Regions from separate parts of the Zea mays genome. Here region 2 is linked to region 1. The links are chromatin contacts, called in public Hi-C maps. All regions are on one chromosome and are shown on one strand. Each heading gives the region's core, a stretch centred on a gene start, on an enhancer-like site or on the middle of the called end of the contact. The rest is flanking DNA. Distances are from core to core; before and after follow the strand shown. Region 1 holds the start of LOC100277165. Region 2 holds the start of LOC100274377 (3-beta hydroxysteroid dehydrogenase/isomerase family protein).

The links. Hi-C and Micro-C count contacts between places; a contact is called where the count stands out from the background.
Region 2: a Hi-C map of bundle sheath shows a contact between it and region 1, with 2.7 times the contacts expected there. The contact joins the promoter of LOC100274377 here to the promoter of LOC100277165 in region 1. A contact is called at or near these places in 2 of 25 Hi-C or Micro-C datasets (bundle sheath and tassel).

The regions. Positions count from the first base shown.
Region 1 is chr2:62,556,231-62,560,696 of Zm-B73-REFERENCE-NAM-5.0, reverse strand. It overlaps LOC100277165, which reads right to left and starts at 1,943. Exons shown (of 2, transcript NM_001327920.1): 1 at 1,865-1,943; 2 at 856-1,714. The coding sequence starts at 1,709. The coding sequence ends at 1,383.
Region 2 is chr2:62,709,119-62,713,818 of Zm-B73-REFERENCE-NAM-5.0, reverse strand. It overlaps LOC100274377 (3-beta hydroxysteroid dehydrogenase/isomerase family protein), which reads left to right and starts at 1,867. Exons shown (of 7, transcript NM_001148737.1): 1 at 1,867-2,166; 2 at 2,272-2,365; 3 at 2,456-2,544; 4 at 3,299-3,354; 5 at 4,500-4,646. The coding sequence starts at 2,039. LOC100382237 reads left to right here. Exons shown (of 12, transcript NM_001174991.1): 12 at 329-1,205. The coding sequence ends at 862.

The DNA.
Region 1 (4,466 bases), core at 694-3,193:
TCCCTATTTAGGGTTAAGTTCCCTATCCAGGGTTCTATTTGCAAAACATTAAAACAATACAACTTGTTTGAAATTTTTGCCTAGTGAATGCACTCTAGGTGTGTTAAACATATGCAATGCCAATGCTTATGATGTCATGCTCAAGTTTTTAGTTACAGTAACACCAGAAAGGTTATAACAGGAACCAGCGCCCAACCGAAAACCCATCATCCCGTTGACACAAACGACGCGCACTATGATACCGTGGGGCATGTGTGCTGCTTAAAGCAAGATAGGGCTAATAATATCCTGATCAGCTACGGATCCTGACATGCCAACCGCCTTCTGCCAGCTATAACTTCTGTGTGCTTGTGAACATCAACAGGACGGACACTACCAATTTACAGCGACTCGGCGCCACATCACACTATCGTTGGTTGCACTGTTCCCCTCCAGCTAATGGCACATGCCTGTTACCATCGTTCAGAATGCTGCGTCTGCAGGTACAGGTGCAGCCAATATGATCGATGCACTCAGACTCAGGGTTGAGGCCGGGGAGCTCTGAGACATTTACACGTGAGGACGGGATGGACTCATGGACCCATGCAGGCTCCGTCAGACCACTGCAGAACAATCACATGAGCACTAAACAATCACGGGATAACCAATCCGTGCCAGACAGAACTTTACTACTGACAGAGCAGACCAGACTTGTAGGTGAGATGAACCGAACCAACAAAGAATCCCAGCGTTTCAGTGCTAAGCAGGTCGTGAGATTGCTACGTTCAACAAAGAATCCCAGCGTTTCAGTGCTAAGCAGGTCGTGTGATTGCTACGTTTTACCATCCAAAATTGTTTTGGATCTCGGTCCACTGTTACTGTTTCCTGGCCAGTCATCCTTGTTTATAGCGAATAATTGACGCAATTTCAAGACCTCCACGACGGAATGGTGGAAGAGTAATCAGCAGACCCACCACCAAGATCACAACTCCTGCAAGAAGCATGGATTTACTGAAATGGTAATAATTACACAAGTGAACTTCATGTCACCATCACACATACGCTTTCCATTTCAGCGGAGGCGATCTAGCAGGATGCGCATTGCCTAGTACAGTACAACCAGGGAGGGTTTCTTCTGACCGAAGGAGGGGAAGACCATTCCAGCGAGAATCGATGGATATCTCAGCCAAAAAAGGTTAAAAGACGAGGGGGGGAGGAGGAAGTGAAACGAAATGGGAAATTCTGCCGTTGGCGTACGTGAAGATGAAGGGAGGAACAAATAAGCTCCCTTTCTCGTGTCGCATAATAACAGAGAGAGTGTGTTTTCCTTTTTCCCTTTTGCCGTTTCTCTCTTCTCTTCTCCTCTCTTCACTGCTGCTGGGTCGGCGTTTCTTGGGGCGCCGTCACTGCGCCGCGACGGTGCGGGAGGAGGACGCGGCCGCGGCCGGCGGCGGCGCAGCGGCGAAGGTGGCCGGGGAGGGAGGGGACGCCGGGTTGCTGCCGTGGCCGTGGCCGTGGCCGTGGGAGCTGCTGCGGTGGAGGCGGCACTTGAAGGAGCCTGCGTGCGTGGCCGGCGCGCACACGCACTTGGGCCCGTGGCCGTGGCTGTGGGCGGACGACGAGCTCCTCCGCAGCGTCTTCGGCGACGCCGCCGCGCTGGTCGGCGTCGTGCTGTGGTGGCCGTGGAACCTGCCCTCCTCCGCCCCGGTGTCGACGTAGTTGGACGCCATCAGCACTGTACCTCCACAAGCAGCACAGGCTCCAATGAACAAAAAGTTCTTATAAAAAGCTGAGTGGATCTAGAACGAGAAGTTCTCTTCTCCTAGGTAGGAGTTAAGAACTGTAGTAGTAAAGGGATAGGAGGAAGGCGTCCCAAGGAGCTTACCAGACGAGAGAAACTGACTGCTGATAGGCCGGAAAGAGAAGAGAGGAAGCCGAACGAGTGCCGAGAGCGGCAAACTGCGGCACCACGGCGACCGAGCAGTCCTCGCTTTTATGCTGGGGGTGGCACGGCACGGCACTGCCCGCGGGCAGGACCGCTGCCCAGGATTCCTCCTGACCCCACTCACTGGCCTCGTGGACCCACCCCGCCCCATCTACTAGCCTAGCCCACTGGTTTTTTTTTTTTAAGCAAAGGCGCCAGCGGATTAGGGCTTTCTTTCTTAAAACATTATCAGATCTCTAAACTTTAGACCAGAAGCTCTGGCTAGGTGAAGTTTTAAAATAAGCTAAAGTATTTTGAAGTTTTTAGAGCTCTAAAACTGGAGGGATGAAAGTGACGACGCCGACGGCCGTGCCCTCGTTCCGGCCGGCCCAGCGCCCAGGCGGTTCTCTTCTGATTAGAAAAAAAGGGGGGCGGTTTCTTTGAGGTGGCGGGAAACGATGGGCTGTGGAGCTTGGCGGGTTGCGCAGCTGGCTTGCCGGTGCGTGCGGATCGCGTCGCGTCGGTCGCGAGCAAACGCCAACGGGACCACGCGCGGACGGTTCTAGAATGAATCCGCTGGCTGCTGCCGCTCTATCCAAATCTTTTTTTTTTCATATACAAATCGTTTCCCAATCTATGTGCGCTGGTCCAGACACGTTCGGCCTTGGAAACCTTGAGCGATTGATAGATACATCGTGCGTGGGTGCCTGTGGTAGTGTCGTAGAGGATTCGATTCGACGATCCGAGTCATCCGACGACTTCCTCCGCGCCGCGCCGCGCCAACGTAACACTATACTACAATATTATACTCTCAGACAGAGTTCCGCTTCTTCGTCCCTCCGTCGCGTGGGCGGCGTTCGCGTGTGGTACACTCGTCCATTTGTGGTCGCAGGCAGCTGCTCCTGCTCCACTAGTCGGCTCGTCTCCCGCATGACCGCGTCGCGGACCAAGAGACGGACGGGACGATGATAATAAAAGCAGTGCAAAATAATACTGGCCACACCATGCACCTCAACAAAAGCCACACACAAAAAACTGAGAGAGACTCTGCAGCTACGTACCCTACGCGGCTACGTATAGTCCACAGGCCACAGCTGACTTGTCTGTGATCAGCAGATGATGAGGCCGCAGAGACGCATCCCACCGCTAAAATTTGTGCACCTCAAAACGCCAAACCACTGTACGCCACGCTGCGAGTCATTTTACGCCGCATCGGCGGCACGTCGGGTCGCGACGACTCCTTTCTCGGAACCGAAAGCCACTAGTGCGCCGTTCCCTTCCGATCCGAGAGCAGTGGCCAGTAGCCATTCGTTTCTAGCTAGGCGCGGTTTCACTTTCGTGTTTCATCCAAAGGCGCCAGAGAACAAAGGTGTCAACACCTTAGTACCTTACCCGGAGTGGGCATCTCCGGTCCGAATCGCGGCTCTGCCGTCGCACTCTTGCGAGCAACGACGCCGTTGATTGATTCCGCTTCTCAAGTTCAAAGAGGGAAAAAACCGATTCAAATAGCCCGCTTTCTCTCCTCTGATGGCGATTTTCAATAGGTTTCCTTGCGCAGACCATCCGTACCATCATCATCAGTTCACGCGGTTTAGGCTTCAAATAAATATATCAGGCTATAGCACTTGCGCATCACCACACCACCGCCGCTCGTCGTCAGCTTCGCACGAGTCTCGTGGAAACGGACTAGAATACACAGAATACTGCACCGGGGTGGGGAAGGGATTTTGGAAGGAGATGTGAATTCTGAGGGGAATAATCTGACCGCTGCAGCTGCAGGGTACGTGCTACTAGTATAATAACCTTATCATGACCAGGACTTCTTTTCTTGGGAAAAGGCATCGATCTTGGCAGGGAACGGACGAAAGCAAACAGGCCCTGAGGCCCCTGATCACGGGACGGGACCCGATCGTTCAAATCTTTTTGCGCTGTTGCAGGCATCCGCATGCGAAATTGCGAAAAAGGCAGTAGCGAGAGCTTTGGATGAGTAACTTTTGGAGCTCCGCGATAGATTCGGGAGAGTAATTTTCTACGCGGGAATACTGGAGGCATCAGCTTCGAAAGAATATATAGGGCCTGTTTGGTTTGTGGCTAAATGCCTAAATGTGCCACACTTTGCCTAAAATTAGTCGTTCGAATTGATGAATAACTAATCTTAGGCAGAAAAGTTAGGCAAAGTGTGGCAACTGAGGTAGTGAACCAAACAGGCCCATAATCTCGCAAACAGCTAAAATGGAAAGGCGATTCATTTGTTTTTTTTCTTTTTTGCAGTAACAGAAAAAAAAGTTCGCACATATATTCTAGGCGAGTCTAGCCACAACAGGAACCACGAAGATTCCTGTTGGCTACCGTCGTCGAGTTTTAGGCTAGCCGATAGGAATTAGATAACTCTAGTCAGGCCACTGTCAGCTGACAGGTTTGTAGGCCAGTCCCCATTAACGGAAACTAACTCGCGTCGGTCACCAACCTAGGATGACAGGGTTTAACTAACTCCCGTCGGCTAAAGCTAGCATTGGCGGTCTAGCCCATATGGTCTCTCTCCACACACTCAGCTCTTTCTCCC
Region 2 (4,700 bases), core at 618-3,117, 150 kb before region 1:
TAGAAACAGCTGACTATTGTATGCGTGTTGTTTAGGTGAAGATTTTAGCGAGAAAAGGTCCAGTTATAGCTTTACAAAAAGGAAATTACTTGGTATTTACTCTTTCTTTGTTTTCAAGTGCTAGCTAATGCTCTTGATTTTCACCCTTTTTGGATAAGCTATCTACCATCAACTTGGATAGACATGTCCTATGTGGTTTGCTTCTGTTTACCTTTGCGAGTTTGCGTCATCGTTGGCTGATACAGACACTACCTTTAAAAAGGATGAAATGTTCAATGTTCTTTACTGAAATTTAGCTATGATAGTGACAAATTTATCAATATACCAGGTTGCTCAAAGACGCTTCAAGTCTTGTTTTGGTGAGCATTCATTCGGCTGGACTTATTGTGGGTCTCATAACTTCAGTCCGGCTGCATGGGGACAGCCGCTGTCTCCTCCCTCCAAAGCAAATCCTAGCAAAGCCAGATCAGCACCTTCTAGTCCAATGCTACACATTTGCAACTATGAGCTTGGCATCATACTCATTGCTCTGCCACCAGGCATGTCAAAGCATGCAAGTGAAAGTAGGCACAGGATCGAGGACATCGCCCTGCCCTTTGTTGTCCCTCCACCGCGATATAAGGGGAGTGATAAGCCAGCCACTCGGCTAGCCATGCGAGAGGCTGTGGCTGAGGCTTGTGTTCTGCAGGGTAACGATGTTGTAGATTTGCCAGATGATACTGACGAAGATGTGCCAGATGAAGACGATGAGCAGGTGGTTGAGCTATCTGATTGTTCTCAACAAGAGAAGGAAGAAGAGAAGATTTACGCAGAGACGTTATGGGGGCAGGTAGATTCTTCACAGAGCCTGGAAAAGGATTAAGTGAAGCTGGCGTCCAGTTCTTGGTGTAGTCCTATGGATCTATTTCGCCCTGATAGTTCAATGGAGAGGGATTATAAAAGAGAGTACAGTACCCAAGGTTGATATGACAGTCATTTTTGAAAAGGTGTTGGAAGCTTCGGATTCGCATATTACAAGCGAACTGAACTTTGTGAAGGACTGTTGTATTGTCTGTCGACCAGGAAGAGAGGCGGCCAGAGCCACGATTCTTCGTTGCCCCATTTTTAATGTTTACATTTATGTTGTGTAGATATCATGTAATGTTTACATGCATTCTATTTTTTAAGAATCTATTCTTGCATTGAAAAATATGGTTTGCTCATTCAACTAATGAGAGAATGTATACATGATCTGCTGAGTGAATAACATACTGAAACTGTAGATGTCTGATATTCATTTTGCGTCCTACTCCGTCCGTTCCAAAATAGTAGTCGTTTTAACTCTTAATTTTTACGTCGATATTCAAATAGATGAAGATGAACTTATACACATATAACGAATGGAGTTCATTCTCCTACCTCTATTGCTTTATATATATGCACATTCTGACCTTTTGAGTTATAAACGTATAATTACTTTATTTACAATTACATATTTTGTCCAGTCCCATTCGTTGCAATTAAACAGCATCCAAACCTCCTGGCCGTCCAATCAGATCGGGACCAGATGTCATATTTTTCTGTGGCTCGCTGTTTATGCCGTGTTTGGAACATAGAAATACAAAAGAGGAAATGAATAGAACATAAGAAAGAGACAGAAGTAACAGTGTTAAAAACTTAAAATAGAGGAATAAAAAACATAGAACATTGGTTCATCAAAAACGTAAGGAAACTTGATGAGAAGGCTCCGTTCCAAACAATACGGGGTTCCTTCGGAAATCCTGTGATCCAAACGGCCCTACTTGTTCCCGAGCAGAAATCCACACGAAAACAACTGAGCGACGTGGCAGCGGCTAGCGGGACGCCTCACTCCAGTCGTCCGGTTCTGTTCCAGCAGCCCCACACCCCACGCCACCGGACCGGAAACGCGAAGCAGCCCCACACTGCCCACGCGGACACGCTCTGCACCACCACCTGCCGGCCGTTCCCGGCTCGCCGCTGCCGTTGCGCCCTCGCGCTCACACCTCCGCCAGCCCAGGTCCATCGAGCGGAGAAACCCATGGCCCCCTCGCCGATCCTCGTCCGGCCGCCGGCGCTGGCGAATTCACCCCTTCCGCCTCCCCGATGCGTGGCCGCGGTAGCAGCGGCGCCGGCGGTTCGGACGGCTCCAGCGGCCCCATTCTCTAGGTTATCTTATGGGCCCCCTGGCCCCTGCTGACCCTTCTCACCTGGCGCATGCGTTCCTCTTTTCTGCAAAATTTCGTGGTGACATGGTTTCTCTTGATCGCGCAGGCTCCGTACCAAGTGTAGGTTCGCCGCATCGGATGTGAGAGAAGACTACTCTTCCACTCCGATAGATATTGTCGCTGATGTTAAGACGGAGAAGGCAAGCAGCCGAAGTTCTCTAGCTCAGTTTATGTTAGATTATTTAAGACGATTTCACCCACCACTCTGAACTGTTTCTCGACGGTTGCAGATTGTGGTGTTAGGAGGAAGTGGATTCGTTGGTTCTGCGATTTGCAGAGCTGCTGTATCCAAAGGCATTGAGGTTGTGAGCTTCAGCAGGTACTTCTTTTGCTCTTCTATGTGAAGAACATTTCTGTGCTGTATACCCTGTAGAAGCAAATAGGTGATATATAAATCAACTCACTATGAAGCAGTTGCAACTTTTACCATTTTCAGCATATTTTAAGCAATTTTTAGTTTAGGTTCTTCATCTATTGACTAGCCAGTTGCCCGTGCTTTGCTACGTTTATTATATACTCCCCCCGTCCCATAATATAAGGCATAACCACATTTATTCTTGTCCAACAATATAAGACGTACTCTCTCTATGTATACGTACATCAATGCAGTGGTATAGAGAGAATTAAATATATTTCTTGGTCTTTGAACTAGAGGTGGTTACACTTTATATATTGGGACGGAGGGATTATCATATAAATAGGTATTGAGATATTATTCAAATATAACTATTGTTTATTTTTAAACACTAAGGTACGTGTGGTCTGGTGGTTAGCCCTAAATTTCTGGAGAAGGGGGCGTGGATTCGAGTGCTCGCTCTGCACTATTTTTTGCGCGGTGTTGTGGGTGGGCCTAGAGTGTCAGCGCGGAGTGTGAAGCCGTGGTATCACCTGGTGCCCACATTAGGTTTTTAATAGAATAGTATATATTTCTTTAGATGCCCCTTAATTTTACTAAATTGGTTCAATATTTCTGTTTGGTAATGAAAAATGAGAGGTGGATACAGTTCTCTGGGTATCAAACCTGCATTATGTACAAATTTACACATTCTACGTAATTGTGTGTTGATGGGCAGGTCAGGAAGACCATCTTACTCTGATCCCTGGGTTGATCAAGTCAATTGGCTGCCAGGTACATTTATGGTATTATATGTTGTTATACGAACTTGATTATTAGATTTTCCTCCCTCACTTTAGTTAACTTCTTGACTCCCCTAACCTGTTGTGTCTAGTGTGTTAATGTTGATGGTCTGTCTCCCAGATTATAGCTTTATCAAGTGATTGGGGATAAGACTGAATAGAGAATGATAATAATTAGATTCTTATTTAGAGTAATAGGCTAATAGCTGTTATGTAAGAAATGTATGTATGATCCCTGTCGTACTTGTACTCAATAAACAAAATTTGCATTGACATTATTCTATCAGGCCTGCTGCCGTGGTGAGATCTGTCTCACTAAGTCACCAAGTTATCAGTTTGAAGCAGCCTCTCCGCATTTGCGGGAAGAAGGCTTGTCTCGGTTTATCTCTTCCTCTGACCCCACTCATGTGGGAGCCTCCGGTAGTGGGCGTGCCCCTTTTTTACATCATTCTTCATGCTTTGTTTGGGATATTCAAATAAATTGTACAAGGGAATTCTTTTAAGTTTATACAATCTTGTTATTGATGTCCAATTGCTTCTAGTTCTGAGACATGTTGGTTATTGCAAAATAATATGTTTCTTTATTTTTAGCCTTTCTCATAGGCTTACTTGACCTGCGGGGGATAAGACAACCCTCAAATATTGTATTAAGAAGAAGACCTTTTCACACAGGTGGAGAAAACCCCCGAACCCCTGCCCCACCCATTATACAACGGCATCGAAGCCCATGTGAGAATGACCGCGACCGGGCCTGAGCCTTAGACCTGTGCTTTAGCGTGGGACAGACGAGGGGATTTTTTTAACCACAACCTGAAATTCGCTCTCACGGGGAGTCGAACCTAGAACCTGAGAAGTGCTATTCAGACCACCTAACCAACTCGGCTAGAGGCCCTTTCGCTCTCACAGGCTTACTGCATGGCTCTTTATTCATGAAAAACTACTTTAACAAAGTGATGGCTCTTTTTCATGAAAAACTACTTTAACAAAGTGCAACAGAGAATAAACTGGATTTCTTGTTGTCACCTTGTTCTTGTAATACATTGTAGACTCACATCGAGATAATATACTTTCAAGAGTTTGCAATTTACATGTTGTCTGCCACTCTAATATTCAGTTAAGCACCTTAATGTGATGTAGGAGATGTTTTCTATGCAAGATGGGATGAAGTATTGGTTGGGGCTACTGCTGTTGTGTCTACCCTTGGAGGGTTTGGCAATGAAGAACAAATGAAAAGGATAAATGGTGAGGCAAATGTCATAGCAGTAAATGCTGCAAAAGAAAATGGTAAGTATTTTTTTTTCCTCGAACGTGCATCATTATATTAAGAAGATAAAGGTC